7 separate regions of the Mus musculus genome follow, and all the other regions are linked to region 4. The links are chromatin contacts, called in public HiCAR-type, HiChIP or PLAC-seq and promoter capture Hi-C maps. All regions are on one chromosome and are shown on one strand. The core of a region is the stretch at or near the end of the contact, and the rest is flanking DNA. Distances in the headings are between cores, read along the strand shown.

Region 1 (4,001 bases), core at 586-3,085, 640 kb before region 4:
GGGTGTCCTCTTGTTCCATCCAGTTCTGCCACACTCTACTGGGGACTGCACTGGACCCAGCAGGTTGAGGTTTGCAATACAAAGCTGGCCTCTCCTCAGATGTCAACCCCTGATGGCTCCACCCACATTTATCACCAGCTAGCTGTAAATGGGGATTCCCATAACTTTTCTCAGGTTTGACTCATCAACTGGATAGCTCATAAGAACCATGGTGACTGGTTTATTACATAGGATATACTTACAAAACACCAGAAGAGACATATAAGGAAAGGTATATCAGAGAACATATAGAGCATCCATTTTTCTCAGGCTACCTCAGTCTACAAGAAGCTCTATGTTTTCAGAAACTCCCAGAAGTGCTTATGTCACTATCAGAGCTGAATTACTGGTCACTGGAGATCAACTTGCCTTCATTCCCTCTGTCCTTTTTGGAGGTTTGGAGATGGACTAAAAGTCCAAATCTTCTAGTCATAAATAGATCTTTCCTCTACTCAGCCCCCACCCTGATGATGCTAGGAAAAGCTTGTCAACATATCGACCTAGCCACAGACACTTTGGCCAGGCATCATTGCACACACCTATAATCCTACTACTTGAGATACCAAGGCAACAGGATGGTGAGTTCAAGTAGGAGGATGGTGAGTTCTCAAAGAAAAGCAGGGCATGGGAGGGGCAAATGTAGCTTTCCAGAGAAATGTTCATCTAGCAGGCAGAACGTCATGAATTTGATTCCAGTACCATATAAATCAGGCATGGTGGTATGTATCTGTAGTCTCAACACGTCAGAGTTATAAACAGGAAGAGCAGAAGTTAAAGGCCACACTTGGCTACCTAGCAGGGAATTCAAGCTGTAAAAGAATATGTCTCAAGGTTTACATACAAACACTGAAATGGAGGGAGAACTACTTTGAAGACTAGAAGAGAGTAGATAGGTATTATGTCGGTACACAATGTCACCAAGGAATACTAGCAGGATTTCTTTTTTATACACTGGGATTCAAGTTGAAAGCAGCTTCTCTAATTTTATAAAGTCAAGGAGCAGAAGCAAGATTTGAACCCATGCAATTTGACTGCAAAGCTCTTCCCTTTCACTATGGTGCCTAGCTATGAGCTGCTTAATCAGGGGTCAGACCAGGCCCTCATTAAAGCTGCAGAGATGAACCATTTTAGGCCTGCCACGTTTTACTGGCTCATTTCCCTTCTCCATCTTTTGTAACTAAAAACTCAATTTGCAGCTCAAGGCTGTGTCCTCACACTGTACCTTCTCATTGATCGCCCAGACTCTGAGTGAGAAACGATTTTATAAGCTAGTTGGCTTTGAAAAGCATAGAGTGGCAGCCATTGAACATATGCTTCTGTGGGTATATATTTATTCAGCTTATGTTGAGTGTAATTTTGGATGCTTTGCATATTTTATTTTTTTTTTGTCGCAGAGAGCAATTTTTAAAAAAGGGAAGAAAAAAGTCTCATCACTAAATGGAGACAGATGCCATACAGATATAAATCCAACATATATATATATATATATATATATATATATATATATATATGAATATGAGAGAATCAGAAAAGAAGCGAATCACCAATCCTGCATTCCAGGAACTGAAATGGGTAGAAGAAGGTGACTCATAGGCAATGAGAATCAAGTGTTTATTCTGATATCCATGAAAAGATATTTGTCAAGTTGGCTCCAGGCCAGGACCTAAGATCTTTATTCCAGGGCCTGCCTCCCATCCTGCTTCATCTTTTTTCTTCATGGTAGTATTGGAAGGACAGAAATACAGGCTTGAGTGAGCCACTCAGCACTTCCAGCAACCCAGAGTGAGTAGTTTAACATGTGAGACCGAATGCATCATTGTCTGAAGTCAACAGCTGCAGCAGTAGTCATGTGTAGGTTGGAACCAAGGTCTCAAACCACAACAACATGTGCAGAGCAGCCTTCACTAACAGTGTTTGAAGTCGTTGAGTTGAAAAACCATACCCCACATCCTTACATAAGATAAGCAAAGTGCTTAGTTCTACGTTCCAGAGGGGGAGGGCAACCCAATTTTGCAAATGCTTGGATTCAAACATCTAAGGTCACACTTAAAATTGGCTAAAGAGACTTTTTCTTTCTCCCTATATTATTTCCTGCTTAAAAGAAAGTCTTCCCTCCACCAAGGACAAACTCAAGATGTAGCATTTTTAAAAGGGGGTCTCAGAAAAAGCCTTTTTCTTTCAATCTAGGAAAGAAATATGCTTATGTATGTGGCAAAGATTGAGAGGAGAGAAGCAGCAGCCCAGGAGGAGCCTGCATCACAGGGGATTCTTTGAAAGAGGGGTGTTCATCTCAGTTTGCAAAGTATCCAGTTATTAACTCAGGATAGCACCCAGAGCATTGCTTATTGACTATGCAAACAAATATGAGCTCTTTGAAGGTCAGAACGTGGTTCATTCCTCTAATTGAAGAAATCAGAACTTCTTCTCACACATAGGAAATACTTGAGTTCTGACTATAGAGCTTTAAAGTGTGAATAAAACCATAGAGTAGATATGTGACCATTTATTTTTCTTTGGCTATAGGTAAAATCTTTTTTTTTTTTTAATTTTGCTTGGTGAGATGTGCTTTATGTTGAAGATTTTACCAACATAAGCCTAAACTAAAATGAAAAGTGCTGTGGTAATGTCCGCCTGATGTTGAAATTCTGATAAACATACAGGATCACATCTCGTATACAAGTTAAATCCATTCTTGCTTTTAGATAAGAGAAAGGAATAAAATGGGAAGTGAAAGAGGACCATGGGTTCTCAGATACAGGCAATATTCTCCTCCTTGACTTGGGAGGTGGTTTGAGCATTTTCCTTAATTAGTATTGATAAAACTGTAAAGGATGCTTCATCCATTTTTCTACAGCTTGTATATCTCACAGTAAAGTATCTAAACATATATAAGAAAAACTCAGGGAAAACATTAAATTGTTAAAGATAATTCCTGGAGGACATGACAAAGGGTGTGCTGTTATTTCCCCTCTGAACATTTTAAATATTCTCCCCTGAGCCTACCATTCTTTCATCATCCTTAAAAGGATAAGTTTTTAGCAAACAAGGCATAGCATCACACAGAGTGCTGCAATCCCAGCACTCTGGCGACAAAGAGCTAAGAGGATGGTAAATTTGGGATCAGTCTGGCATCCATCCTGGACTACTTAGCACAACCTTGTATCTAAGCAAGTTGTTTAAGGTGCACATCACAACATCTGGTTTGTTAATAGTTTTTAAAGACGAAGGAATTCAGAAATGGTTACCATGTATCCATCTTTGTCATGTTCTTACTTTCCATAAAGAAACTGACTTTGGGAGATATAAGCCTGCCTGATGTTCACATTAGATGCTACAACATCATGAACTATAGTGGTCCTGACTAGTTTACAGGCAAAACACTTTGGCAGATTGTTCCATGCCACACAGCATTCCAGTGACAGAGACTACATATGCACCCAAATCTTTGTCATGCTAAGTTTTTGAAGCAAGTCAAGGAGAAGCTGCAGAGTATAAGACATAATAATTTTAAGTCTTTATATAATTAATACTAAGAGTAATGTTGTTGTTGGTGGTTTTAGTGGTATCAGTCCCCATATACTTTCCCCCTGAACTCATGATAAAATATAAACGAATTTCTGAGAGGCATAAAAGAAGATGCTATCCAGATAGATAGAGTAGAGTCTCAGATTGAAACTTGGGTCATATCAGTTACATGTAACTATAGCTATTGCATTCTTTGTGCTCAATCTTATCCATCCATCCATCCATCCATCCGTCTGTCTGTCTATCTATCTATCTATCTATCTATCTATCTATCTATCTATCTATCTATCTATTCAAGACTGGGCTCAGGGATTCCACAACTGACCAACACCTCTAGTCATACATTTTTATTTCTGGCACCAGGAAAACAATTATATATGGTTATCAAGCTATAGAGCTTGTTGTCCTTCAGGAGAAGGAGATAGGGGATGCTCCTT
Region 2 (3,831 bases), core at 1,119-3,618, 800 kb before region 4:
AGCTACACTAATCTTAAGTCAGACAATTAAGAATAAATTAAACCCATTGGCATAATGACACAGGTTTGCCATGCTCACATTTAGGAGAATGGGTAAGGAGAATGGACAGTTTACAGGCAGAGGGGACCACTGTCCTAATTTGCTCTCTACTGATGTGATGATGACCTTGGTCAAAAGCAACCTGGAGAGGACAGGGTTTGTTTGGTTTCTACATTCTGTTGCCAGTGCATCGTTAAGGGAAGACAGGGAAGAGACTCAGGAAGACCAGAAACCCGGAGGCAGGAACTAAAGCAGAGATAAAGCAGGAGTGCTGCTTCCTAACTTGCTCCCCAGGCTTATTATCAGGTACCTCTCTTCTATCTCCCAGCACCATCTGCCTAGGGATGCTACTCCCCATGTTAACTATCAGTCAAGAAAATGCCCCACAGACCTGTCTACAAGCTAAGCTGATGAAGGTGTTTGTTTTACTCAGGTGAGGTTCCTGGATGTGCCTAGATTTGTGTGAAGTTGAGCCCCCCCAAAAAAACAAACAACAACAACAACAAAAAACAAACAAACATAAAACCAACAACAACAACAAAATCTTACCAGCACAACTATATAGTGGGGGTACAGGACAACCTAGGTTATACACCAAAATGCTGTCTCAAATAAACCAAACAGGAACAAAGTCCTAGTTAGTTTTTAATGCAACCTGTTACGAAGTGAGTTCCACAGTCCTGAGCCCCTGAATTTCAGATGTCAGAAAGGGAGAGAGAGTGAAATGCTGTACTTTTCTTCTTTTTTGCTCCTAAAGAAATTCGGAATCAAATATGACTAACCATGGCCTGTATACAGATTCTCATCTATCCCAAATAACACACTCTACTGTGGAAAAGGCCTATGGATATTTATATTCACAGAACAAAAAACTCCTAAGTCTTAACTTAAATGCATTGTGGGGGATATCAGGTAGATGGGCTACAGCAAGATAGGGAAAGTTCTTTTATCTTTTCCGGATGTTATAACATTCTTAGTGGAAGCTCATAGTCTTCTAACTTTAACTATACATTCCAATGGTTTACCTTATAGTCAGAAGATTGTTAGGCCAGAGTCATAGGTTGTTAATAAATGGCCATTAAGAGAACTAAAGCTAGCCCAAGATAAATTGACTATGTGTCTACAATATGTTTTATCCTTTCCCAGTTCTAGGTATTTGGTCAGTCCATAGAATTGCCAGCACAGATATAATTTCTTCAAGGAACTTTGAGTCACATATTCTCTGGGAAAGCCTTGGGAGTTCTGGGTGCCTGGGTTGGCTCAGGGCTCTAGAATTATCTGAGATATCAAATTGTACTCAGAATGTATAATCAGGAAATCCGGCCAGGGATAAAATCATGTGAGAACTCCTGAATCACTGAGAAGAGAAACAAGTTGGAGAATGAATAGCCTGGTTCAGAGTTCCATCAAAATCGATGCCAGGTGTATACCGAACCTTGGACAAGATGTGTGGGACAGGGGCGGGAGTGAGGTGGGGGAAGGGGATAAATTTACTTTTCCCACCTTTCTGAGTTATTAGTAACTCATCAAAACAATCCTTAACTTTATTTTGAGATAAAGAAGTAGAAAAATGAAGTTAAGAGTGATTCTGGGAAATTAAAGCCAGGTTCTGACAGGTAGAAACTGGTTACTTTGCCTTTTAACCCCTAGGTCTCAGCTTCTTTTCAAAGTCTGTAGTCTGTCGGAAAGTGTCTAAAGGTATTACTGTTTTTGTTTTGTTGTCTTATCATTGTGCAGAGGGTACACAGCTAGGTGGAATTTCAAATATGAGAGCATAATATTTCAGATTCCTTCATATTCCTCACTAGTACTGTGTGTTTATCGCATTCAGGAGCAGGTATTACCTGTCCACAAACTACCTTCAGGACCAGGAGGTCCTGGCCACAAAACCTCCCGTCTGACAAGGCTCAATGCAGGCTTTTCCCTGTTTCTCCCTCTGCTATCCGCCTCTGCGCTGTTTGGCAAAGAAAACGTCTTTCCTAAGGGGCATGTGTTCAGTGACTCCACTTTGGGATGTGTCACAGGCAGAAACACCTAGCCCGGGGACCTGCAGCTCTTTGAAGGGAGTGTGCTTGTCTTCTTCAAAGAGGCGTCTGTCTGCAAAGTGCCCGAACTTTCTGGAGACTACTACTGGGGGATTAGCATTGACTAACCATGTTTAGACTCTGAAACGGGGCAGAAAGCTGCAATGGCCTAGGTTTCCGGAGCCATCCCTATCTATTCAGCTGGGCCGCGGGCGCTGAGCCCACAGACCTACAAGCCCCAGCATGCCTCGGGAGGCGGGGCAAGTTGACGGGCAGGCGACTGTACGAATTGGCGACTGCCATGGGAAGGACGTGCTAGCGCATGCGCAGAAGGCAGCGGGCGGGTGGGCTGGCAGCGGTGGACTCGCGTCGGAGCTGCGGGCGGTCAGGTAGGGGGCGGGAAGGAGGGTCTGCGACCAGGGACTGTGGTGGGTCGCGGGGATCCAAGATTGAATGGCAGGATTTGGGGACTGGATCGGAGTGGCAGGATCGGATTCGGAAGGGACGGGCTCAGGAGCGATTCGGCGGAGATGAGATGCAGCTGGGGGAGGGGAGCAAAGGGGCTGAGGAAATTTGCAGTTGCAGCATGTCGGGAGGTATGAGGTAATGTGGGGGCCATGCGGAGAGACGGGGTGCAGCATGTGGGAGATGGGAGGATCTGACGTCCCTGGAGGTATCTGGGTGCAGAATATCAGAAAGCATAAAGGAATTTGGCAGGCCTGGATGAGGTTGGGTGTTGGCGGGCAGAATCTTAGGGGCTTTGAGGAGATCGGTGTAATGATAGCAAGATCTGAGATCAAAACAGCCAAGGTCTTGGAAGATCCTAATTGCTGAAGAGAAAGGGATTTCTGTAGCGGAATCTGGGAAAGACTGAGGGGTGAGTTCCCGAGGGAATCAGTACCCAGTTAGAAAATCGCAGCAAAGGTTTGAAGGCAACACGTGAGGCAGGACGGGGGCGGAGGTGGGGGGCGGGGGTTGGAGGTGGCCCAGTACAAGATGGGGATGATGGGCAGATGAGCGATCAGATTGAAGGAGGGCAGAAATCTGAGGTACAGGATTGGAGTTTGGAGATGGCATACAGGGGTGATAGATGTGGGAATTTGAAAATAGATTAAAGGATGTATTGGAGGGATGAGGGACACATAAGAGCTATTGGTGAATTGCAAGGCTGCAGCATACAGTCTAAAAGGTTGAATGATAGATTTGGGATTTAGCGTTGAGAATGAGGTTTGTGGAGAATGAATGGTGGGGAGTGAATGCTGTAACTAGATTATAGAATTCAAAACCAAATGAAATTTGTGAGTAGGTTCTTAGGAGGTTTTTGTTTGTTTTTGTTTTTGTTTTGGTCTTGGCATAACTGAACCCAGAGGGTCTTCTGGAGACCCAGGGACCTGAAAGTAATTTATAAATAAACTATGTATAAATGAATGGAATTTAGGAGAATGTAAGGGTTTGGGAATAAAGACACCAGTCTTCAGAAATCCTGAAGGAGAGTTTGACATTCTTTGAAGGGCAGATTCTTCCTCACTTACTAACTAAAGGCCCTTTAATCCTGAGGCAGGCATGTATTCTGACTATACCCACTCTGACCACCCCCACCTCCTCATCACAGACCCGATATTATAGGCCTTGGGGAAGAAGCAGTGAACTACCTAAGGGCTTCTGCTACCTAGCCTTTTCCCTGTCCAAGGTATGAGCCAAAATGATCTTCAACCTAATATTATCTTATAGGAGGTCCATTATAGCTCACAGAGACAATGGTTCTGGG
Region 3 (3,837 bases), core at 389-2,888, 590 kb before region 4:
CACACCCCATAGAAGTCAGAGACGTGTTTCCCTCTTCTCAAGAAGAGAGAAAGGTGTAGTTGGGTCCAGAGTAGAAGGGTGATGGAGGGACATTATACCTGATTATCCCACTAGTGTGACAGGAAAAAAATATCTCTCTGGGATTCAGCTCAGTGACATGCACCATGAGATATCAAAAATTTCTCTCTGTATAGTAAGTAAATGGATGGGTAAACAAATAATGAAATAAATGAATAAAAAGTTAATTCATGAGAGGACTGCCCCCACATTTCCTTTAAAATTCTCTTTAAATAAGCCCATAGATCTTTTTAAATCTAAAGCCCTCCCCCCCTATATTGATACCTCCCCTTGTGGGACTTGCATTAATGTAGAGTATGTGGAATATAAGAAAAAAGGGAATATTCGTGTTGAATCTTTATGACTCCATGCAATGAAAAGCTGTTTATGCTGCAGGCATGACTGAAATCTAGAGGTCTGCTCTACCATGGGGAGAACAAAATTAGTAATGGTGTATTGTACATGGAGGTTTTCCTTTCTTATAATGATAGATCTCACATTGTTTTTTTACTATGAAACAAATCATAGGAAACACTCAGAAATCTGGTGGAGATTTATATGCTTTTTATCTTGATTGTGGTGATGATTTCATGGATGCAATGGAAGAAATTATACCAAGAGCCAAAAAGAGAGGTGGCTAAAGCCCTAGATGAGATAAAGGATGACAACATGGATAGCCTTGGAATTCTATAGCCCAGTGTAGACTCTAACTCCTCTTTGAGCAGGCCAATTGATTGCTTGAATATTCAGAGACTTGTATTTGGTTATGCACTCATGGTGATTATGAATAAGTATCTTTGGGTTTCTAGGACTCAGTTTTTCCAAGTCTGAAACTAAGACTTGACTTAATGTTCCTTCAGATTGTTGCTTTGGATGTCGCTTGGTCTCCCTTGGAAAGCAGATCCAGGGATGCCTTCATCAGTCATCCTCTCCCTGGTAGATCCTGGAGAGTATAGTAACTTTCTGGGTTGCTAGAAGACACTGGCTCCCCCAAGTGAGAAACTGGAAGGTTTCAAAGAGAATGTCCTGGGGGAAAGGCTTCCCTGACTCTTGTTATCATAGCTCATCCCCACATTCATTCTTTATTCGATTCACCTTTGTGGAGTATCTTTTAAATAACAGGCTGAGCTCTTAGCATGTGCACTTGTGTAGAGATAGATTATGTCCTCACATAGCTTGTGTTCAGACAGAAAGGCACTGTTATAAATAAGTAGAAATGAGCCAGGGCAGACCCACTTGAGATAAAGTCTTAAGTTAGCATCTAGAAGCACATCACTCAGTTCACACAATCCCTTACATGTGTGGAGGGTTGTATCATTCTCAAATGGTTGTCACATGAATCATTTTACTGGGTTGTCAGAATCATCCCTTGTCCTGCTATATATATTCCAGAGAATAGTAATGCAGTCCATGAGGGAGAAAATGGCTTCCTTAAATTAGATCCTGAGGTTTCTGGGTTATTGACCAGAGCTTGCACTGACTGGTGGTGGTGGAAGTTGGTTCTGGAGGAGAGTGGTAGACACTGAGGCTGAAAGACACATAAGTCCATTGTGGAGACAAGACCTACAGAGCAGGAAACCTTTTGCCACACAACTGCAAAGCAAAGAGCTCAGTTAACTTAAATAGCACAGTAGTGTGGGGAAGGCATAACATTCCAAGTGTCCTTGGAACCCATAAAAGAAGGGCACATGCAAAAAGAACACTCATAGCACTTGAAAGCACTGAGCATCCTAAGCAGAGGAATCTGATTTGGACTTTGCTGTGTCCCTTGGTCTTCTTGACCCTGATTTTCTTATTTATCAAAGGAGATTTGAGTACAGACCCACAGGACTGGCATGAAAACACAAATGAGAGAAGTGGCTGAAAATACCACATGTGATGCCTGCCAGGCACAGATTGAGTGTCTGGCCAGTACAAATTCCCTTTTACTGCTCTTCTCAGTTCCCAGCAGGGTGGCAGCTGTCTGCATGGTGTTGACAGGTTATGAGAAAGCCCAGAGTCTCAAAAGACTCAGCTTATGTGAAATACATGTCACCTCCACCTGAAAGAATTACTTTATTCAATCAAATAGAGATCGCAGGCAGGGAAAAGCTGCGCATATGTTAGTTGTTTGAACAATAAAATACTAGATAGTAAGATATGGTAATTAAACACTAGTTAGCTCATTCGTTTGCTAAATAAGTGCTCTGTCTATACCAAAGCGTCAGGGTTATCTGTAGATGACTCAGTAATTTTTATGTGGTGAAAATCACCAGGTATCTGTGCATTGATCATCAATAAGACTGTTATGTATTCAAAGTCTCAGATGATAACTGTTAACTTATTTAGACTTAATAGAATAATTATCCAAATTTCCACCTATTTACTCACTCATCCATCTATCCACCCACCATTCCAAGCATCATTATAAAGTATTATTTCTTAAATACCTATTGTTCTTGCTCTATCCCATGAACTGCCAGCAATACAGATATGCATAAGACTGTAGTTTCTGGATAGAACAAAGCCAATGAGGTTGTTAAGTGTAGGAAAAATGTGGGAAAATATGTCAGAGAATGTTCACAGAGGCTCAGAAAAAGAAGATGATGGGTGGTGGTAGATAGATTAAGAAAGGTGTCAACAGTATCTTTATGCTTGAAATGAAACTGTATGCATGCATGTATTTACTTAAACTGACTGCATTACTTTAATAAAAACTGTGATGGTACTGAGTGTGTGTGGGGGGTTGAGAAAGATAAGGACTAAAGGAAGAAAAGTAGGGAAAGTACAGAGGATCAAGGATGGAAGGCAGCCATTCTATTCAAGCCAGTGTAATGAATGGCAAACAAGACTGGGGTTTAAAGAAAGTGGCATTGGGGAAATAAGAACCTTGAAGCAAATTGATCTCTAAAAGCTTGCCTATATCTTAGTCTGCATCTCCTTGACAAGATGCTATTGGTTTTCATCCATCAAGTAGGAGAATCGTTTTGTCACATGATAATTCTCATCCCTGATGGGGTCTAGTGAAATGCTATATTTTTATTCTACATCTCTGGGGTAATAATTTGCCAAAAGTTATGGAAAACTATCTTGCCTAATGCACCAAGACTCCTGAAATTTGGTCTTACATTTTGACCAAGTGATTATAGTTATAAATTCTGGAGGAAAAATGAGCAGCGCAGGTAAAAATGAATACATAGATGTCCGTCACAGTGGTGTTTATAATGAGTTTCAAAATAGAAACAATCTGCATTCAGAAGATGGTTAAGTGGGTAGCAAGCTTGAGGGGCCTGGGTTTAGCAATGCATGTAAAAGCCAAGCAGGTGTATTGGTAGCCTGCTACCCCAGAAATTGGGAGGGTAGAATCAGGAAGATGGCTAGCTAGACTAAATGGAAACTGTGGGCTCCCTGCTAAACAAGAATGCCTGCCTTAATAAATAAAGTGGAAAGTGACTGAGAAAAACACCTTGGATCTCCTTGGACCCCTCTACATGCACAAGTACGTTTGTATATGTGTACCAATATACACGCATGCACCCACACACAAGTATAAAACATGGAAGCATCTCATATACCCAGCAGGAAAGAAATTGCTGTAGTTATTGTGTATTATTCATACAATAGGGTTCCACATGAAAAATTTAAATAATCATTTCTAGATATAGTTGATAATATAGAAAAGTTTATGCCATAACATCAATTTTAGAAGAAGCAAGAGCAAATTACATAGGTATGAGCATATGTACACATGTAATTAAAAGGTAAAAGTATATAATTTAAGGAAGAGAAAACATCTAAGAG
Region 4 (4,164 bases), core at 596-3,095:
TAGTCCATTAATCTGAAAGTCTTTTCCGGAGAGCAAAGAGTTAATACGGAGCTTCCAGGTTGGCTCCTAAGTATGCCAACCACTAAAGCCCGCCACTTCGCGACACTAGAACAAGATTCAGATCCCTCCCAAAACAAGGATCCTGCAGAAGCGTCTCCACGCGAGCCCTTGGCGCCTCTCCCGCACTGTTGTTGGCCTGACTCCGACAACCAATCCGGCCCCGCGCCCCCAAGAGGGGAGGGGAGAGCGAGCGAACAGCGAGCGCGGGAGAGCTAAGGGGAACAACATTTTTGTAAACGCTCTCTGAGATAATTAAGCTATCAATTACCCGGGTGGGAAATCAGCCGCGCTTCCCACAGCTCCACGGAAGGGCCGACTCCTCCGGAATTCGCGCTGGGAATCAGCAGGCGGCAAGCTGCTGGCGAACTTTCTGATTAACTTTACTATTTGAGCCCCCTACCCCCATCAGTTTCCTCTTCGGTCCTTTTTCTTAGCCCAGTAAGTGAACAGCAATGACAAGCCTACGCACGACTAGGAGTAATGGAGAAAAGAGAAGGTGATAGGGATAGCGGGGACGGAGGGAGAATCTAAAAGTAGAGATCTTGGGCTCAGAACCTCAGTCCTCAAATATCGACTCAATCGATTCCAGCCCCAATTTAAGGAAAGCCAAAAACCGAAGCTCAGAGGGTAAGAGACTTAGCCAAGGTCACCAAGACCATGAGAAGGGAAAGCTTTTGAGGACTGGGTCTTTCCTTGTTCACGTAGCTAGTCTGAATTGATCCTAAGAAAACCGGTCTTGAAGGGGAGGATCCACAACTCGAGACTAGACAGAGGGGGCAGACAACTGGAGCTGTCCAGAAGAGCAGTGCGCAGCATGACCATGAACTGGCTTCAGAGCAAGGGTCTTCCTTGCCCAGTACCTGGTCAGAGCACACCGAGAGACTTGGGGTCTTCTGCGTCCTAGATGCAAGGGGCGGAGCTCAGAGAATTGATTGCAAAACTGAGAGCCAGGTCCCCGCTGCGGGATCCTTGGCACGCCCCCGGGCTCCCAGAGCGCGCGCTCCAGGACCTCCTGCCCCACACTTCTTTACAACCACCTGTGCGCCCTCCGGGCCCCTGGGCTGCCCTTTGCCAACCCTGATGGGGCAGCCTGGAGCGGGGATTCCCAGGGCGCCCCCACCCGTCCGGTATCACTTAGGGGTTCTGGGTTTCTTGGGACTCCGCGTGTGCGGCGCCTACCCTTACCCAGGGTGAAGAAGGGCAGCTCAGTGTTGTCCAGGTCATCTTGTACCGCGATGCGCCCGGGGAGCTCATTACGCACAAAGAGAAGGAGACGAGACTCCGCGGCTGTGCCGGCTGAACCCGCGGAGCCCGGGGACGCGGCGGAGGCGGCAGCAGCAGCAGCTCCGGCCCCGGCTCCGGTCCCGGCCCCAGCCCCGGCCGCGGCCCCGGTGCGGGCACCGCTCCAGCCGATGTCGCTTTCCCGCAGAGCGGGCAGCGTGGATACGGTGACGGTCTTGAGCCGGCATGGGCTGTCGGGCTCCCGCGAGGCGGCGGCGGCCGTGGCGCCGGCCAGCAACGGCGGCGGCGGCAGCAGGAGCAGAAACAGCAACAGCAGCGGCGGCGGCGGTGGCGGCGGCGGCCCCGGGTGGAAGCCGAGCCTCGGCCGCCCCCGAAGCCCCAAGCCGCGGCCCGGGCTGCGCCGGGCGCCGGCGGCGGCCATGGCAGGAGGGGCTGCGGTGCTGCGGGCGGTGGCGACCGTGAAGAAGAAGGAAGAAGAAGCAGCGGTGGAGACAGCGGACACTGAAGCGAACCAGGACGCCCGAGCTAAGGAGCCTAGAGAGCCACTAGCCAGCAGCCCCCAGCTCGGGGCTCCGCCTCCCGATCAGCCCTGGACCGCCCCCCCGCGCCGCCTCCCCGCGCCCCGCCGCCGGCCCCCCCTTCGCCCGCTCCCCTGGCGGACCCTGAGCTTTTCGGAGGCTCCGCCCGGCTTCGTACAGGTCCCAGTAGCTCCCTCCCCTTTCTTAGGTTTCCCCTAAAGCCTCCTGCACAGGGTTCTTCAGCTCCAACATCTCTCTCTAAAATTCTTTACACTTAGGGGCCCCTCTTGCGTCTCCTCCAATCTCTCTTAAGTCAAATCAACTACCTTAGCTTCATCCCACCCTTGGCTCAAGCTGCAGTACACCCGGGAAAGCACTGTCGCCAAGCCTTGACCAAGGCCAGGCCTTCCTGGGAGTTGAGTGCTCCTCTGGACAGCCAAGACAACTTTCTCCTCCCCACATCAATCTCAAGAATCAGTCTCTTCAATCTTCTACCCTGTTCTATCTTCTGAAATAAGTTCCCAGAGGCATCAGGAAATCCTCCCCAACCACTTGTCTGAAATCTCACTACCAGGAGGACCACACGTCATTTCTCCATCCAGGTCTGGGTTGCAGCCTTGAAGGCTAGTGCACACATAAGCTTGGGACTTTGACCTCTAATATGTTCCCCACCAGTTGACTCCAGCTGGGCTGTTCTGGCCCTTAGCTGCCTCCATGCTGGCCCTGCCAGGCAGCCCACTCAGGCACTTTTACTCTGCCTCCCTGCTCCAAGTTTGGAGCAGCTTTACTTGGCAGCTTCCAATCTCAGTAAGAAATTCCTGAAAAGGGCACTAGGAAGGGACCTTTCCTGGCATCCTAGGCTTTGGGTCGTTTCCCAGTTCCCACAGGAGAGGGCTGTTCACTCATCAACTCTGCTCATGGCACACACACACACACACACACACACACACACACACACACACACACACACATATTTCCCTGGAGATTCAAGTTTAACCTTAAATCTGGGTCTTAGAATACCCTGTGGCCTTGGGCTGATTCCAGTTTCTAACCTAGATACATCAGACCTATACTGAAAGGGAAACATCACCTCTGTGAGAATGGACCTGCACACTCTCCTTTGCCTAGTAAAACTTTTCTTCATCTTCTTACCTCTTTTGCTCTGTCTTTCATCTCTGCACTCATTTCCTTCTTCCCTGCGTTGACTTTAATCTTACAAAAGCTTCCTCACTATAATTTATGAGCCATTTCCCTCCTCTGTGGAGCTTGGCTGTCTGTTCCTTACTGTAGTCTTACCATTGGCTGTTTTGTTTTGTTTTCCCCCTAACTTTTCCTTTCTGCCTCTTCCCTTTCACACTACTCTTTCATTTTTCCCTTCACCACTTTTTGAAACTATTTTGAAGCTTTTGGAAAAAGTCAGATATCTAAAAACACAGGGAAAATATAGGTCTGTGCACTTCTCTAGGTTTTAGACATGTGCATACGTGAGTTTTATACATAATTATAACCCCATGAGGGTGGTGTGCACTTTCCCGTTTTTTTTTTGTTTGTTTGTTTGGAAAAAAAAAAACAACCTGGGATCAGTATGTCAGGAAAGTGAAGAAACTTTCCAAGGTCACTTGGCTAAAAACCAAGATTCAAACTCTCAACCTCTAAGCCTTACCTATTTCTATGAAATTGAACTGCCCTCAGTGACCTTGGGGACTGAGTCCTCTGGGGCTACTGAGTTTGAAAAATGCAGCTCCCAAACTCCACTTACTTATCTGTGAACCCTCGATGTGTGTTGGGGGGTGGTGGTGGTGGTGACATCTAGCTTTTCAGGTCCTCTGATTTGAAATGATCTCCTGCCTCTCTGATGCCGGCTCCAGTACATTTACTCCTCCAGATATGTTGCCCTGCTGCCTTCAGTCTCTCCTTTGTACCCTTACAATCCGCCACTATCCTCTGCCATGGGGCTTTCTGATTCTCTATGCCCCTTTCTTCAAATATGCTGACATAGTCCATTTATAGAAGTGCACACTAGGAAAAAAAGGGCTCCCTTATGTAAGGCAGAGTCTGTGGAAGTCCTTCATGGACCTCTGATATAAAGGCCTGTCAAAGGAGGTGAACACTTTCATTCATTCATTCATTCATTCATTCATTCATTCACCAACATATACCCCACCGAACCCGGTAGTGGATGTGGTAATGTATAAACATTAACTACTGCGTTTAAGAGAACTAAAAATAAATGATGGATGAGGGAGGTCCAGGGAAGATACCTGGGCAGAAGTAGCTCATGTTTCACAGGCAGACTGGCAGGAAGGGAGACTTTGTGGGGTCTTGTGATTACAACTTGGAAATA
Region 5 (4,248 bases), core at 374-2,873, 770 kb before region 4:
CCTTTCTTTTTTTAAAGATTTATTTATATTATATGTAAGTACACTGTAGCTGTCTTCAGACACTCTAGAAGAGGGAGTCAGATCTCGTTACGGATGGTTGTGAGCCACCATGTGGTTGCTGTGATTTGAACTCCGGACCTTTGGAAGAGCAGTCGGGTGCTCTTACCCACTGAGCCATCTCACCAGCCCCGATTCAATCCTTTCTATTTGTAACATTTCTCAGCTTTGCATGGAGGTATTGCAGCTTCGCTAAGTACTAAGTAATTTGAGGCATAGCAACACCCAATAGTTCATCAGAGAAGCCATAGGCATGCCTTGAGATCACCCAAAGATCTCAACGATTTCAGGATGTTTAAACAGTACTCTGACACGTTGGGCCTTTCCTCACATTCAACTTTGCCCAGAATCTCCTTCCTCTACATGTTTTCATGACAAATGCTCACTTAGACATCCAAAGAGATGCCTCCAAAGGCCTTTTCAGAGTCAGGGCTCCATCTCTTAGCCATGCACCTCTGCTCCCAAGCTTCTGTGCCTCTACACATTCCTTAGCCTCCTCTGTCATAGCATGTACATGTCTAAAGGATAACAAGAAGCGACATACGGGAGTGTTTAGAGGGAAGAAAACAAAGGGAGAAATTTTGCAATTATATTATAGTCTCCAATAAATAAAGTAAAAGAATAAAATTAAAAAGGTTGGGACATTCTGTATGTCAGCTTCCCCTGATTGACTGTGACCCGACCTTTTGTTTTTTCCTAGCTATTACATGGAGCATGGCAGATATCAGGAAGTCAACATACTACTGAAGAATGCTGGGGAAGTAAAGGAGAGTGAAGAAAAGCCACCACCTGAGGCAGAGAGAAAAATAAAAGAGCTTTGGTGGCATCCCTGAGAACAGTGGTCAGGGCTCATCTCGGGCCAACTTTTGCCTGAGGAAGACATAAGTGTCATCGAATGTATTCTTTATTCATACCTTTTTTTTTCTCACTGAGAAAGTGAAGAGTATAGAACGAAACCTTCATAATTCTGTTCAAGGAAGCTTCATATTCCTGGTAAAATATAGCTGATAGAGAGATGTCCTGTCTAATAACCTTAGCCTTTTAGACCCTGCAGACCATGCCAGGGACCTGGTCTATGATAGAATCAAGTGGTTTGGTTCCAGTTTAAATAGAATCAAGATAACCAGCTTATCATAGTGTCAATCTCTTACTCTTTCTACCAAGTACTGTTTCCTTCACTGAGTTCCCATAAGTCCTCAGAGTTTCAGGTATGGTATAGCCTACATTTGATTATGTTCATGTGCAGGCAAGTATATCCACATATGTACTTATACACACACACACATATACTCATGCATACTATATTATATGACATAATAAACAGTCTGCCAAAACATTACTGTTGTTTGCTTATGAATTTATATGAGGTTTTAGCAACCAGGAGTCTAAATTTATTTAAATTTTTACAGTAGTTAAGACAAAAAAACAAAAACAAAAACAAACAAACAAACAAAAAAACCCTAGCACACTGCTTTTTCCTTTGTGGCTATGCGGACTAATCCTGCATAAATTGTCCTCAACTTGACTTTGCCAGAAGAAGAATGAGAATGGCTAACATACACAAGAAAGGAAATCACACATGAGTCATTATTTCCTATGGCAGACATTGTGAAGCAATCTCTGTATTCTATACTACTAAGATGGGTCCTAACCCAAAATCTCTCTTTGACATAGTCCTCAAAGCACTGATTGCCATGCAATTGTAATGGCCCCAAGAGAAATGTAGGCCTGGCTAGATGCTTTCTAATGTCTCTTCCCACTCTGACCTTTTAAGGTTTTCCTCACTTTACCTCATAATGCTGCCCCTAAAGTAAGATTTAGCAAGTTGTACCAAGGAGGACTGGTGAGGAGACTATTTCTACATCTGCAGAAGCTGAGAGCTAACCCTTGAGTCTTAGCTGTCTTCCCTTCTTTCAGCTGCCGTAAGAGAAATGGAACAAATGAGCAAAGGTTCCCTTGGGTTTCCCACCAACAGCTAAAGAGCTCTCTGAGGCTGCTGTGAAATAGTTGGATGAACACTGATCTTTTTGTGATTAAAGCTGCTTGGGTTCAAATCTTTGCTCCACCAGGCTCCCTGGTGTGGACCATTGACAAGTCACCTCACCCTTCTAAGCCTTAGTTCCCTTAAGCATGAAATGCAGATAGCGCTGCCTACCTTACAGATGTGTTGTGAAGAGTAAAGTGGATGAAGGGATGTGTGTGAAAGTGCCTTGTAAGTTTCGCTGTGGCTGAGTGCATAGGAGGGATTATTATTCTGGGTATACACCCGTAAGAAAAAAGACTAGGGTGTTCTGTTCCAGATGGACTCAATCTAAAATGGGAAACAAATGCTTTTTTTGGTAATTTTATCTTGTGGAAACAGCAATCTCATGGGCCTATTTGTGTTTAATGAAGCACATCCTGTATCGCCTCTTTGCATGGTTCTGAGAAGAAATAAGTGGGCTCTCTCCTCTGCTGTGCTGCAAAGTAAGTGTCCAGCTTCTATTTAACCTCCTCCATCTCTCTTTGTTTGCTATAAAAATAACAATACTTTATTGCTAGACTGACCCTACAGTTATCTGTACAGAAGCCAGAATACAAGGCAAAGGGAAAGAGGTGTTTGGCCAGATCTCCATCCTATGTTGGTCCAAAATAAAGATGAATGTGTCCAGGCTGAGCATTTTAACCCATGCTACAGTTGAGGAAAGCAGAGTAGGCCCTGAAGTCATGCAGTTTGGCAATAAAGGAGCCAGGTGTATCTGAGTCCAAGAAAGTTAGGATTCTCAAATCATCCACAAAGTTCTTCTGAACAGTAGTTCAAGAATGAACATCCCTCTTTCTTCCAGAGGCAGGGACTCATTGAGACCACAAGAAGGCTATGTATCCTTTCCCAAGAAAATACTAATATAGAGAACACTTAGACTTAGATATGATGACATATATAACTCCCCCAGGCTTATATCCTCATTTGTCCTTAAATACACATCACTAATCTATGCTTAAGTATGATGCCACAAATATTTACCAAGCAAAATGATTTCTACCTTCACAGAGCTTCCAGTGAGGTACTATAGACAGGCGCAAACTACGAATGTAAAGTTGCATACTGAGATGAGGTGTACCAAGTACACGTCCTTCAGTGAGTGCAAGGAAGATGCTCAGCTTAGCCTGATTCTTCTTGAAAGGTCTCCTGCAAAAATAACTCAAGTTCAGTGGTCTAAAATGATCTAGCCTATGAAGGTCAATACCCAGGGTACTGACCAGGCTAAGGGTCAAAAGGACTACAGAGTGCCCTAGCATCTGAAGAAGGGTAATAAGACTGAACAATAGAGAACATAGGGCATATGGCACTGAAGAGCTTGGCTGGGGACAGATGGCACCTATAGGATTGTGAGGCTCTGGAAATGAGTTTAGATGTTACCCTCAGTCCAATGATAAGAGCCTCAGGAGTTTGAAACCAATGAACAACATAATAAGACCTCTGGTTTGATCTGTAGTGGTTAAGTTTATGTGACAAATTGATGGAGCCATGGGAGCATAGATGTCTGGTCAAGCATCCTGGGGATGGGGGAGCGAATGACTTTGAATGTGGTTAGTAGTTAAACTATTACACTGAATGAAGCAGAGTGCCCTCTCTAGTGTGAATTGGCCTCATCTAAGCCATTGAAGGCCTCAACAGAACAGTTAGGCTGACAACTGAGCTGGAAGAATGACTCTTACTGGGCTGCTCTAAGCTTGTTGATGGTCTTTTGTGCTTTTTGGACCCTCATGCCAATATCGATTCTTGTTAAGCTTTAAGCTTCCCAGCTTCCTGACTACAACTACATACTACATAATACCAGCAGTCTAGAAGTAAATTATCATTTCATTTGGGTCTCTTACCTGCTAACTCCTAAGTCTCTGTGACTATGTAAACTAGTTCATCAAAATGAATTTATGACCATATCTCTTACTGGTATCTCTTTCTTGTGTGTGTGTGTATGTGTGTGTGTGTGTGTGTGTGTGTGTGTGTGTGTGTGTGTGTGTTTCATTATCCTGGTACTGTTTCTCTGAAGAACCTGAATGTCACATACATCATTAGGGCTGTTGTGTGGTACAGACTAATATGGGATAAAGAGTAGCTTCAGGTAGGAGACTAACACTGGACCTGAAACAAGCTGTGATGGTCTGCTTAGGCTCAGAAGGCAAGAGTAAGGTGGAAACGGTGAGAGG
Region 6 (3,744 bases), core at 302-2,801, 720 kb before region 4:
GGCTAGAATTAAAGGCGTTCAAAGGCATTTGGGGAAAGGTAAAGCATCAGATACATGCACAACCTTAACCTAAGGAGAAGTAAGTCAGGCTGAGTGGCTCAAACCTGAGAGGTGGGAGCCATAGGAGGATCGTGAGCAAGGGGCACGGGCAGAAATCCTTCTCTGTGAGGCAAGCCAGCAGTGTGTTCCGAGAGACTGGGCCCCCATTGCTTTCCTTTTTAGTTCCTTCTAGACTGGAGCCTCGGAAATGGAGAGGAGAGAGAGGCAGTGTCTGTAAGGTGGAGAATCCTTTTACCACATGCTGAAGCAGTGGGGGTGGAGGGGAACAAGCCCGGGTGACAGGCTCTACTTGTGCCACTCTGATTAGCTGGGAAAATGCAAATCGGCACTTCCTTCTGCAGCACAGCTAACAAGATAATGAATATTTTCATCAGCTGCAGAGAATACAAACATCTGTAGGAACACCAAACCTACTCTCCCGGGGTGGGGGAGGAAGGGAAGATGTGGGGGTGGGGAAGCACGATTCTCAGCAGTTTTAAGGAAGAGGAGCTGTTCTGGGAGCCTGGCAGAGTAGCTGGAAGATGGAAGCTGAGGTTGGAGTCTCCAGTCTGTGACACATTGGGGATCTTGTAACTGTCAACTTGCTCCATGTCTAACCAATCCTTCATGGCTGGTGTAATCTTATAGTCCTGGCGGAATTTGTGGACTACCAGCCAGTCTATTCATATCCATCCCTCATACGTCTACTTGTCAATTCAGGAAACAAGTACAGGATCCTGTTGTGGACCAGGCCTGAATCAAGGACCACATGGGTATCTTTTGCATTTTGTTTTGTTTGTTATTTTTGCTTGTCTCCAAGAACCCAGTTCATTAATATATACATTTTATTATTTCATATCATATGTATAACTGCTACACACACTCCAGTGAAGTTTGCTTGGCAGGCCGAGAGGCCTGGAAGCACTCTCGAGGCAAAGAGTTTCATGGAAAATCACCTCCTGGAGTTTTGGCGTTCTTATTAACCTATATACTCATACCCTATCATACCCTATCCCCGCGTTAGTCTGGTGTATGGATCCACGTGCTCTCTTTTAGTATTATTTTATTATAAGTGCCCTTTAAGATTGAATTCTGATATAGTTAAGCCTCCCACCAGTGTTCCAATGTTCCAGAAGCTGACGAGCTTGGAATCCTGTAGGAATGCAGTAAGGAAGTTACCTATTCAGTAACTAATTAAGCATTACAAAAGACAGCAGCTCAGGGCTGGTCTGCAGAGTATTTACTAAGGACAGTAGCCAAACTCACACAAACAAGGGAATACCATGAAAGAGCCAGGGAATCCCACTGAGATAGAAATCTTCAGTGCAGGCTAGAAGCAAGTTGGTGAATTCTTTTGACAAATGGAGATTCTCCACAGATACTTAAAAGTTACAAGAAATTATCAGGGTCCAGGAAATAGGGGGGTTGTGGTATTGCAGTATTCATGAGAAGGTCTGTTAGTGCAGAACCCTTGGTGGTGGGCTTAACAATAGACTAGCTTTACACCTGGCTCCCTTCTTAGTGGCAGGACCTGGTCCCCCACCTTCTTTTGATGTATACATTCCTTTTGTATTGTGCCACTGTAACTTGGTGAATGTATCTCGCCTGGTTTCTTGTTATTCTTCTGTATAAAAAGTTTGATGCTCGACTTGACAACTTACATTCAGATTCTACACAATCTCCTGTGTGCATCTGTCTGTCTTTCCCGCCGACTTCTTGCCCATCATCACCCAGAGACCCGTCCACGCAGACAAAGGGACGCAGAGGGTCTGCGGCATATAACAAGATATATACTATATTACCCTTAAGGAGACAAGCACACAGTCTGGTCTGATATTGAAAGGGGTATAGATAGAGAAAGGCAAAGAAGCATAGGCCACTTAGATTTTGGAGGAGATGGTCAAAGAAGAATTACTGAGAAGGTGACAGATTTTTGGTATCAATCAAGAATAAATCAGTATTTTAGGATGTCAAATTGGAAGAGCATTCCAGGTAGACAAAACAGCATTTACAAAGGCTGGTAACTGGAAGAAGGCAATGGATTTATTACCAGCAGCTGTTGTAGAAGTATGTGTTAGCAAGCAAAGAAAGGGCTGGAACAGTGACAGAAGGTACGTGAAAGATGGACTTGAGTTCATTTCTAAGGAGAGCATCCACCAACCTAAAGATGCTGACCTTTATTCTGGACAAAATAGGAAGCTATTGAGGAATTCCGAGCAAGGGTAAGCCCTGTGTTTTAGAAAATGGCTCTGGCTGCCGCTTGGAGGATAGATGTGAATGCATTAGAATTAAAGGTGAGCAATATTTAGAAAGGCTTGGAGGGAAGAGATATGCAGAAGTGGGTGTGAAGCTTTGCTATTTATCCAGATCTTTGACTTCCTAGGGCAGTCCAGCTCCCTAAAAGCTGGGGGAAGAGAGCCATATAATCTCTCCTTCATGGGGTCGAATAAGGAACAATGCAATGACTAGAGTCAAAAGATCTTATAAGGTCTAAGGTAGAGTGGACATATCACCAGTCCATAATTAAGGTACAGCAGTGATACTGAGCCTGATCATGACGTCCCTCAGTCCTATAGCTGATGTCTAGAGGAAGACACTGGCAGATAGTTAGAGTCTTTAGGACTTGGCTTTGTAGCTTATTGTATGGTAGCTTACTGGAAGTTCATTGAGTCTCTGTGCTTCAGGTTTTTTTTTTTTTTTTTTTTTTTGTATCTTTGCAATGAAGCAGGGGCATTGCTCTTCCTTGATTCTAATAAGTAGGGCCACCCAGAGGGCTAATCTGAGTGGCTGGCCATAAAATCTATGTGCTATGCCCTGAAAACCACATATCTTTAGTATTGTGAAAGGAAAACAGAGATGAACTCCAATCCTTTAGTCACCTTCTGTGAGCTCCATATTCTAGACCAGGAGTTGCCAAACTTCCATGTGCTAGCCAGATCCATCCCTCTGCCTGTTTTTGTAAGATCATGAGCTGAGAATGTTTTTTTTTTTTTTTTGTTGGTTTTTTTTTTTTGAGATTTTTTTCAAGTGGTTATTTTGAAAAAAATACAGAAGATGAATAATATTTTATGTGACATACTAAAATTATAGATATTCAAAACTTAATATCTATAAATAAAGTTTTATAGGAATACAACATGACACAGTTAAGTGGCTGGGTGGAAGGATGGGTTCATTTATACATTATATATGGCTACTATCCTACTACAGAAGCAGAATTGATTTCTTTCTTGTAGAATAAAGATCTTATGATTGCAAAGCTCAAAATAGCGCTCTGCAGAAACAAGTTTTCTGACCCCTATTTGAGATATTGTGATGTATTTCCTTACTGCAATCCTATGAAGTTGTTACTTATTTTTCCGCTGTTCTACAGATGATAAAACCAAAGCTCAGAGACATTCAACCATTTGCTCAAAGTGATGGAGGGTGGAAGCTACTTTAGTTGCATGACTGCCCTGAAGTCCTGAGAAGGGCTCTCTCTCTCTCTCTCTCTCTCTGCATGTGTGTGTTTGTGCATGTGTACTTATGTGCATGAGTGTGAATATTCCATGCCACAGTGTACATATGGAGGTCATTCCTTATTTTCTACCTTGTCTAAGGGAGAATTTCTTGCTATTTGCCACTGGATTTACCAGGTCAGCTGCCTAGACAGCTTTCCAGAATTCTCTTATACTCATCTATCATCTCACACTGTGGTAGCATGGA
Region 7 (3,693 bases), core at 1,064-3,563, 690 kb before region 4:
GAAATTCTCAAAGAATTAATAAAAATATAAACAAGTAAATAAATTGAGAAGGAGAGTGGAAGCCCTGCACATACTCAGATATAATTTTGTTAGACATTTAAGGGTTACAGACAATGCAAAGTTTAAGATGCCACATAATTCTTACAATAAGGAATAGGCTGGTGAGACACACTGTTAAATGCAAAAAGATGGCCCTAGTATACTTTCTATATTTTAGACTAGCTATTTCCAGATTAGGGGTCCCTGGGTTAACCTGCTCTTGGAGTACATTTTAGAAATGTTTGTAAATTCTTTGTCTTCCCCTTTAAGAAGTAAATCATTAAAGCAGTTTTCTGGCTAGTTTTTATAACTTATGAGGCTACATTTATCAAGGATGTTAAAACAATCTCTTTAAAATGTGATCATCAAGAAAGCATGTGCCCCATTGCCCAGGCGCTGTGGGAAGGTGAAAGCTTAACTTCCATGGGTGCCAATTAGCAAACACAGATGGTCTAATCACAGAGAATACATTTTCCAAGATGAGAATAACACTCTGGGATATGCTGCGCATGTCTCATTCAATCTCTTGTCTTTCAGCACTTTTCCATTTGCTGTACATCTGTGTTCAAAAACCTTTCTTCTACCCTTTGTCTCAACAGAATTTCATCAGACCTTACCCTAGTCTTGTATAAATTTGTCTTTGTCTACTTATATCATCCAGGGCAATGTTCTCTTTGACAGTTGAGTAGTAGATCTGAAACATGCTATTTGGTAAAAATCAAGAAAACCTGAATAAAATAGAGAATAGACATAAGAAATCAATATTAGTTTATCAACAGTAATAATTATACTATGCAAATATATCAAGGGAAACAGCACAGAATGTATGAGCGTTCTTCATATTTTGATTTATCTATTAATCCAACAATTTACATAAGTATGGCTATTTTAAAAATAACCTTTTCTGAAGCTGTAAGAATTGATATTCAGTGTAATTAGCTAGATAAAGAAAGATAAAACTACATGTTCTAACTCATGATCCTAAAATCAAACCCGTGGAGGAAAACACAATAGTGCAAAGGGCAGGAAATGTAAGGAATTGGTCAAGGGACACAAAATCTCAATTATTACACATAGCGACAAAAGTGAACTTTATATTTTTAAAAAATTGTTTATAAAGGCTCTTTTGTGTGTATGATGTGTGCGTGTGTAAGTCTGGGTGAGGACAGGTATGGGGAGGACAGAAGGTGACATTGGAGGGTCTTCTTTTATTGTTCTGCACCATATTGTTTTGAGAAAAGGTCTCTCACTGAATCTTACCATTTCAGCTAGACTGGCTGGCAAGCAACTTCTTAGATCATCTTGTCTCTGGATTTCTAGGGCTAGGATTATAGATTCTTTTTACTCAGCTTTTTGTATGGGTGTTGGGGATCCAAGCTCTTTACTAGCTGAGTCATTTCCTGATTCCTTCAAAGGCTCTTGTTAGTATTCTCAGTGCATGTAAGATAATAAACCTGTGTGGTGATGGATCTGTTATGGAGCTTGGTTTTATCATTCTCTGTGTGTGTGTGTATGTGTATGTGTGTGTGTCTGTATCTTCAGACCTCACTGAGTCTAGAGTTTTTTCATCTGTGACCTGACATTAGTAAATGTACTTGTATCACTTTTTCAATGGTGGCAGAAATTATTAAAGACATCTTAAATATCACATCAATCGTGGCCCTTAAATGTTTAATTCTATTCAACAAAATTAATAGTAATTATCTCTTAGTACTCATGGGGAGAATGGCAACCTAATTTTAACTCTGCTAGATGGGTATGAATTAATGATGGGGGGTATTTAAAACATATACTTAGAAGATACATCAAAACAATATATCATTTTTCTTTTCACTACAGCTTTAGATTCTAAGTCTTGTTCAACTTGAATCCCTAAATTTTGAACATAATATGCATCTGACAAATATTTATGGGTTGTATTACAAAACTGAAGGAAAAATTATTGCAATTTTGCTTAATTTTCTGGCTATGTTCTCACTTCTTTGTAAACAGAGATGTAGAGGCCTTTGGGCTTACAGTTCCCAATGGTCGAGTCTGCAAAAAGTATGAAAATGGTTAGGGAATTAGTAGAGACTTATAAGGATAATGTTTGAAGGTCTCTTTTTTTGAGTTATAATAAGGCAGCAAGGACCAGTTCCTTCATCAAGGCTCCTTTCCTCCTACTCTAGAAAACATCTGAATATAGCTCAAGAAGCTCCAAGGTCACACAGACCTCTTGAGAGGATGAGAGAGTGACTGGCTGACTCAGCCACAAGTTAGCAGCTGAATTCACCAGCCCTGGGCAATTCCAAAGCCTACAGCTTTGGCTCTTGCCATGTGCCTGCTAATTAACTGCCCACGACAACTCCACTGAGAATCTCATATGACATAAAAATGAATGTTCATTTTGGACTCCTCAAAGCCCCCTTTGAGGAGTTCCACAGGATTATCATGAATAGTAATTATTCATACATAAACCCTAGTCACTGCCCTCGGAGGTCTCTGCATTAATTCTCATCCAATGCACTGTGATTGTATCTTTCACAGGAATTGTTACTAAATGCATTTCTATTCAGAATGTCTCCCTGAAATGGAAATATTTCCCTGAAAATTAATTTTCTAAATATGCATATGTAGGCTTATTAATGTGAGCTTAGAATAGACTTTTTCCATCTCTCTTGAAGGAGTATAAAGGAAGTAATACCAATAAATTCAGATCTCATGTAATCTCAAATCTGACAGAATGCATACCATAGCACAAGAGTTCTGAATAAGCTGGACCTCACAGGTCCTTGAATTTATGTTAAGAAAATATTGTTAATATTTTTACATCTTTACAGAGCATTTTAACTACTTTTTTTGGATAACCTCCTCCTGTCATGTCCTCTCATTTAATGGTAAGCAAATTAAGGCTCAGACATGGTATTAGATCATATTCAGCCTTATAACTAGTAACAGTACCCTTAGAACAGTACTTAAATAACTTTGTGGTTGATTGGCTATCCTCTGTCTCGCTGTACAATAGCAACTTCCTGCCACCACCAACATCACTGTCTCCACCATCACCACCACCACCACCATCCCCACTACCCTTCCCCTCCTTAATCGAGATAGGTCCAGGACCTTGTTCATGCTTAGCACAAACTGTACCTTTGAACAATGTCTCCAGCACTGTCCCGTCGCTCTTTTTAACTTACTTGCCTGATATTCTTATCTTTAGGCTCTTTGTTCTGTTATATACCTGGAACATTTTTTCAAAGTTTCAGAATCTTCCAGGCCTTGCTCACATCTATTTTCAGGAAGTCTTCCCAGCTGTGTTCTCTCACAACCAAGATGGGGTTTTATGGGGTTGCAGAATGATTCCTTAGTCTCCAGACAAACTTCCATCATGACCATAGCACAATGCAAAGCGAGCTTGGGCAGTGAGTAATTCGTGTAGGTGAGAACAAAACCTTTAATTATCATCTTCCTCCTGTCATTCCAAGTGCTTAATGTGGCCCGATATGTAACAGGTATTCAGGACACATTGAAGTGGGAATAAGTGGAGATGGAATCTCTGAGCCCAAGCGATGCTTTGTATTGTCCTATTCCATCTCACAATTAAAAAAACAATAACAAATTACTGCCAAGGCATGAGGTCTTCTAAGAGTAAGAACCAACATTGCCTTAGCACAA

Evidence for each region. Promoter capture Hi-C pulls out the DNA fragments that hold promoters and counts their contacts. HiCAR-type assays count read pairs that join an accessible place to other places. HiChIP or PLAC-seq counts read pairs in DNA pulled down with a chosen protein or histone mark.
Region 1: a contact with region 4 is called in an H3K27ac HiChIP or PLAC-seq map of SST interneurons, with 5 times the contacts expected there. The contact joins the enhancer-like site here to the promoter of Astn2 in region 4. A contact is called at or near these places in 5 of 39 promoter capture datasets (cranial neural crest, hippocampal neurons, liver and 2 more), 5 of 484 Hi-C or Micro-C datasets (cerebellar granule neurons, cerebral cortex, cortical neurons and 1 more), 9 of 115 datasets of contacts at active chromatin or transcription factors (SST interneurons, craniofacial prominence, embryonic forebrain and 6 more) and 1 of 9 other capture datasets (liver).
Region 2: a contact with region 4 is called in a HiCAR-type map of astrocytes, with 6 times the contacts expected there. The contact joins the promoter of Trim32 here to the promoter of Astn2 in region 4. A contact is called at or near these places in 5 of 39 promoter capture datasets (cranial neural crest, hippocampal neurons, liver and 2 more), 3 of 484 Hi-C or Micro-C datasets (cerebellar granule neurons, cerebellum and cerebral cortex) and 7 of 115 datasets of contacts at active chromatin or transcription factors (SST interneurons, astrocytes, embryonic forebrain and 4 more).
Region 3: an H3K27ac HiChIP or PLAC-seq map of cardiomyocytes shows a contact between it and region 4, with 7 times the contacts expected there. The contact joins the enhancer-like site here to the promoter of Astn2 in region 4. A contact is called at or near these places in 4 of 39 promoter capture datasets (cranial neural crest, liver, maxillary cranial neural crest and 1 more), 2 of 484 Hi-C or Micro-C datasets (cerebellum and cortical neurons), 10 of 115 datasets of contacts at active chromatin or transcription factors (SST interneurons, cardiomyocytes, craniofacial prominence and 7 more) and 1 of 9 other capture datasets (embryonic stem cells).
Region 5: a contact with region 4 is called in a promoter capture Hi-C map of trophoblast stem cells, with 5 times the contacts expected there. The contact joins the enhancer-like site here to the promoter of Astn2 in region 4. A contact is called at or near these places in 10 of 39 promoter capture datasets (the 3T3-L1 cell line, cranial neural crest, embryonic stem cells and 6 more), 1 of 484 Hi-C or Micro-C datasets (nephron progenitors) and 10 of 115 datasets of contacts at active chromatin or transcription factors (SST interneurons, craniofacial prominence, embryonic basal ganglia and 7 more).
Region 6: a promoter capture Hi-C map of embryonic stem cells shows a contact between it and region 4, with 5 times the contacts expected there. The contact joins the enhancer-like site here to the promoter of Astn2 in region 4. A contact is called at or near these places in 16 of 39 promoter capture datasets (the 3T3-L1 cell line, 3T3-L1-derived adipocytes, the C10 cell line and 10 more), 4 of 484 Hi-C or Micro-C datasets (ECoMG myeloid progenitors, brain, nephron progenitors and 1 more), 13 of 115 datasets of contacts at active chromatin or transcription factors (VIP interneurons, craniofacial prominence, embryonic basal ganglia and 8 more) and 1 of 9 other capture datasets (embryonic stem cells).
Region 7: a contact with region 4 is called in an H3K27ac HiChIP or PLAC-seq map of SST interneurons, with 7 times the contacts expected there. The contact joins the enhancer-like site here to the promoter of Astn2 in region 4. A contact is called at or near these places in 7 of 39 promoter capture datasets (the 3T3-L1 cell line, 3T3-L1-derived adipocytes, cranial neural crest and 4 more), 3 of 484 Hi-C or Micro-C datasets (cerebellar granule neurons, frontal cortex and uterus), 7 of 115 datasets of contacts at active chromatin or transcription factors (SST interneurons, astrocytes, embryonic basal ganglia and 4 more) and 1 of 9 other capture datasets (pancreatic islet).

Annotation. Positions count from the first base shown.
Region 1 is chr4:65,766,321-65,770,321 of GRCm38.p6, forward strand. All of the region lies in intron 11 of Astn2 (astrotactin 2), which reads right to left. Among named protein-coding and RNA genes, the nearest start is that of Gm31533, 140 kb to the left of the region's middle. Within about 2 kb of position 1,836, at least 10 of the 459 cell types and tissues checked have an H3K27ac peak or open chromatin away from gene starts, as enhancers often do. A contact at or near this core is called in SST interneurons, where this site is marked.
Region 2 is chr4:65,602,618-65,606,448 of GRCm38.p6, forward strand. Trim32 (tripartite motif-containing 32) reads left to right here and starts at 2,369. Exons shown (of 2, transcript NM_053084.2): 1 at 2,369-2,452. The region is part of intron 16 of Astn2 (astrotactin 2); the gene reads right to left.
Region 3 is chr4:65,812,358-65,816,194 of GRCm38.p6, forward strand. All of the region lies in intron 10 of Astn2 (astrotactin 2), which reads right to left. Among named protein-coding and RNA genes, the nearest start is that of Gm31533, 190 kb to the left of the region's middle. Within about 2 kb of position 1,639, at least 6 of the 459 cell types and tissues checked have an H3K27ac peak or open chromatin away from gene starts, as enhancers often do. A contact at or near this core is called in cardiomyocytes, where this site is marked.
Region 4 is chr4:66,402,638-66,406,801 of GRCm38.p6, forward strand. It overlaps Astn2 (astrotactin 2), which reads right to left and starts at 1,846. Exons shown (of 23, transcript NM_207109.2): 1 at 1,246-1,846. The coding sequence starts at 1,723.
Region 5 is chr4:65,633,613-65,637,860 of GRCm38.p6, forward strand. The region is part of intron 16 of Astn2 (astrotactin 2); the gene reads right to left. Gm31533 (a long non-coding RNA gene) reads left to right here. Exons shown (of 3, transcript XR_881358.3): 3 at 758-1,188. Among named protein-coding and RNA genes, the nearest start is that of Gm31533, 7.9 kb to the left of the region's middle. Within about 2 kb of position 1,624, at least 1 of the 459 cell types and tissues checked has an H3K27ac peak or open chromatin away from gene starts, as enhancers often do. A contact at or near this core is called in trophoblast stem cells, where this site is marked.
Region 6 is chr4:65,678,725-65,682,468 of GRCm38.p6, forward strand. All of the region lies in intron 13 of Astn2 (astrotactin 2), which reads right to left. Among named protein-coding and RNA genes, the nearest start is that of Gm31533, 53 kb to the left of the region's middle. Within about 2 kb of position 1,552, at least 16 of the 459 cell types and tissues checked have an H3K27ac peak or open chromatin away from gene starts, as enhancers often do. A contact at or near this core is called in brain, embryonic basal ganglia, embryonic stem cells and 1 more, where this site is marked.
Region 7 is chr4:65,715,813-65,719,505 of GRCm38.p6, forward strand. All of the region lies in intron 13 of Astn2 (astrotactin 2), which reads right to left. Among named protein-coding and RNA genes, the nearest start is that of Gm31533, 90 kb to the left of the region's middle. Within about 2 kb of position 2,314, at least 3 of the 459 cell types and tissues checked have an H3K27ac peak or open chromatin away from gene starts, as enhancers often do. A contact at or near this core is called in SST interneurons, where this site is marked.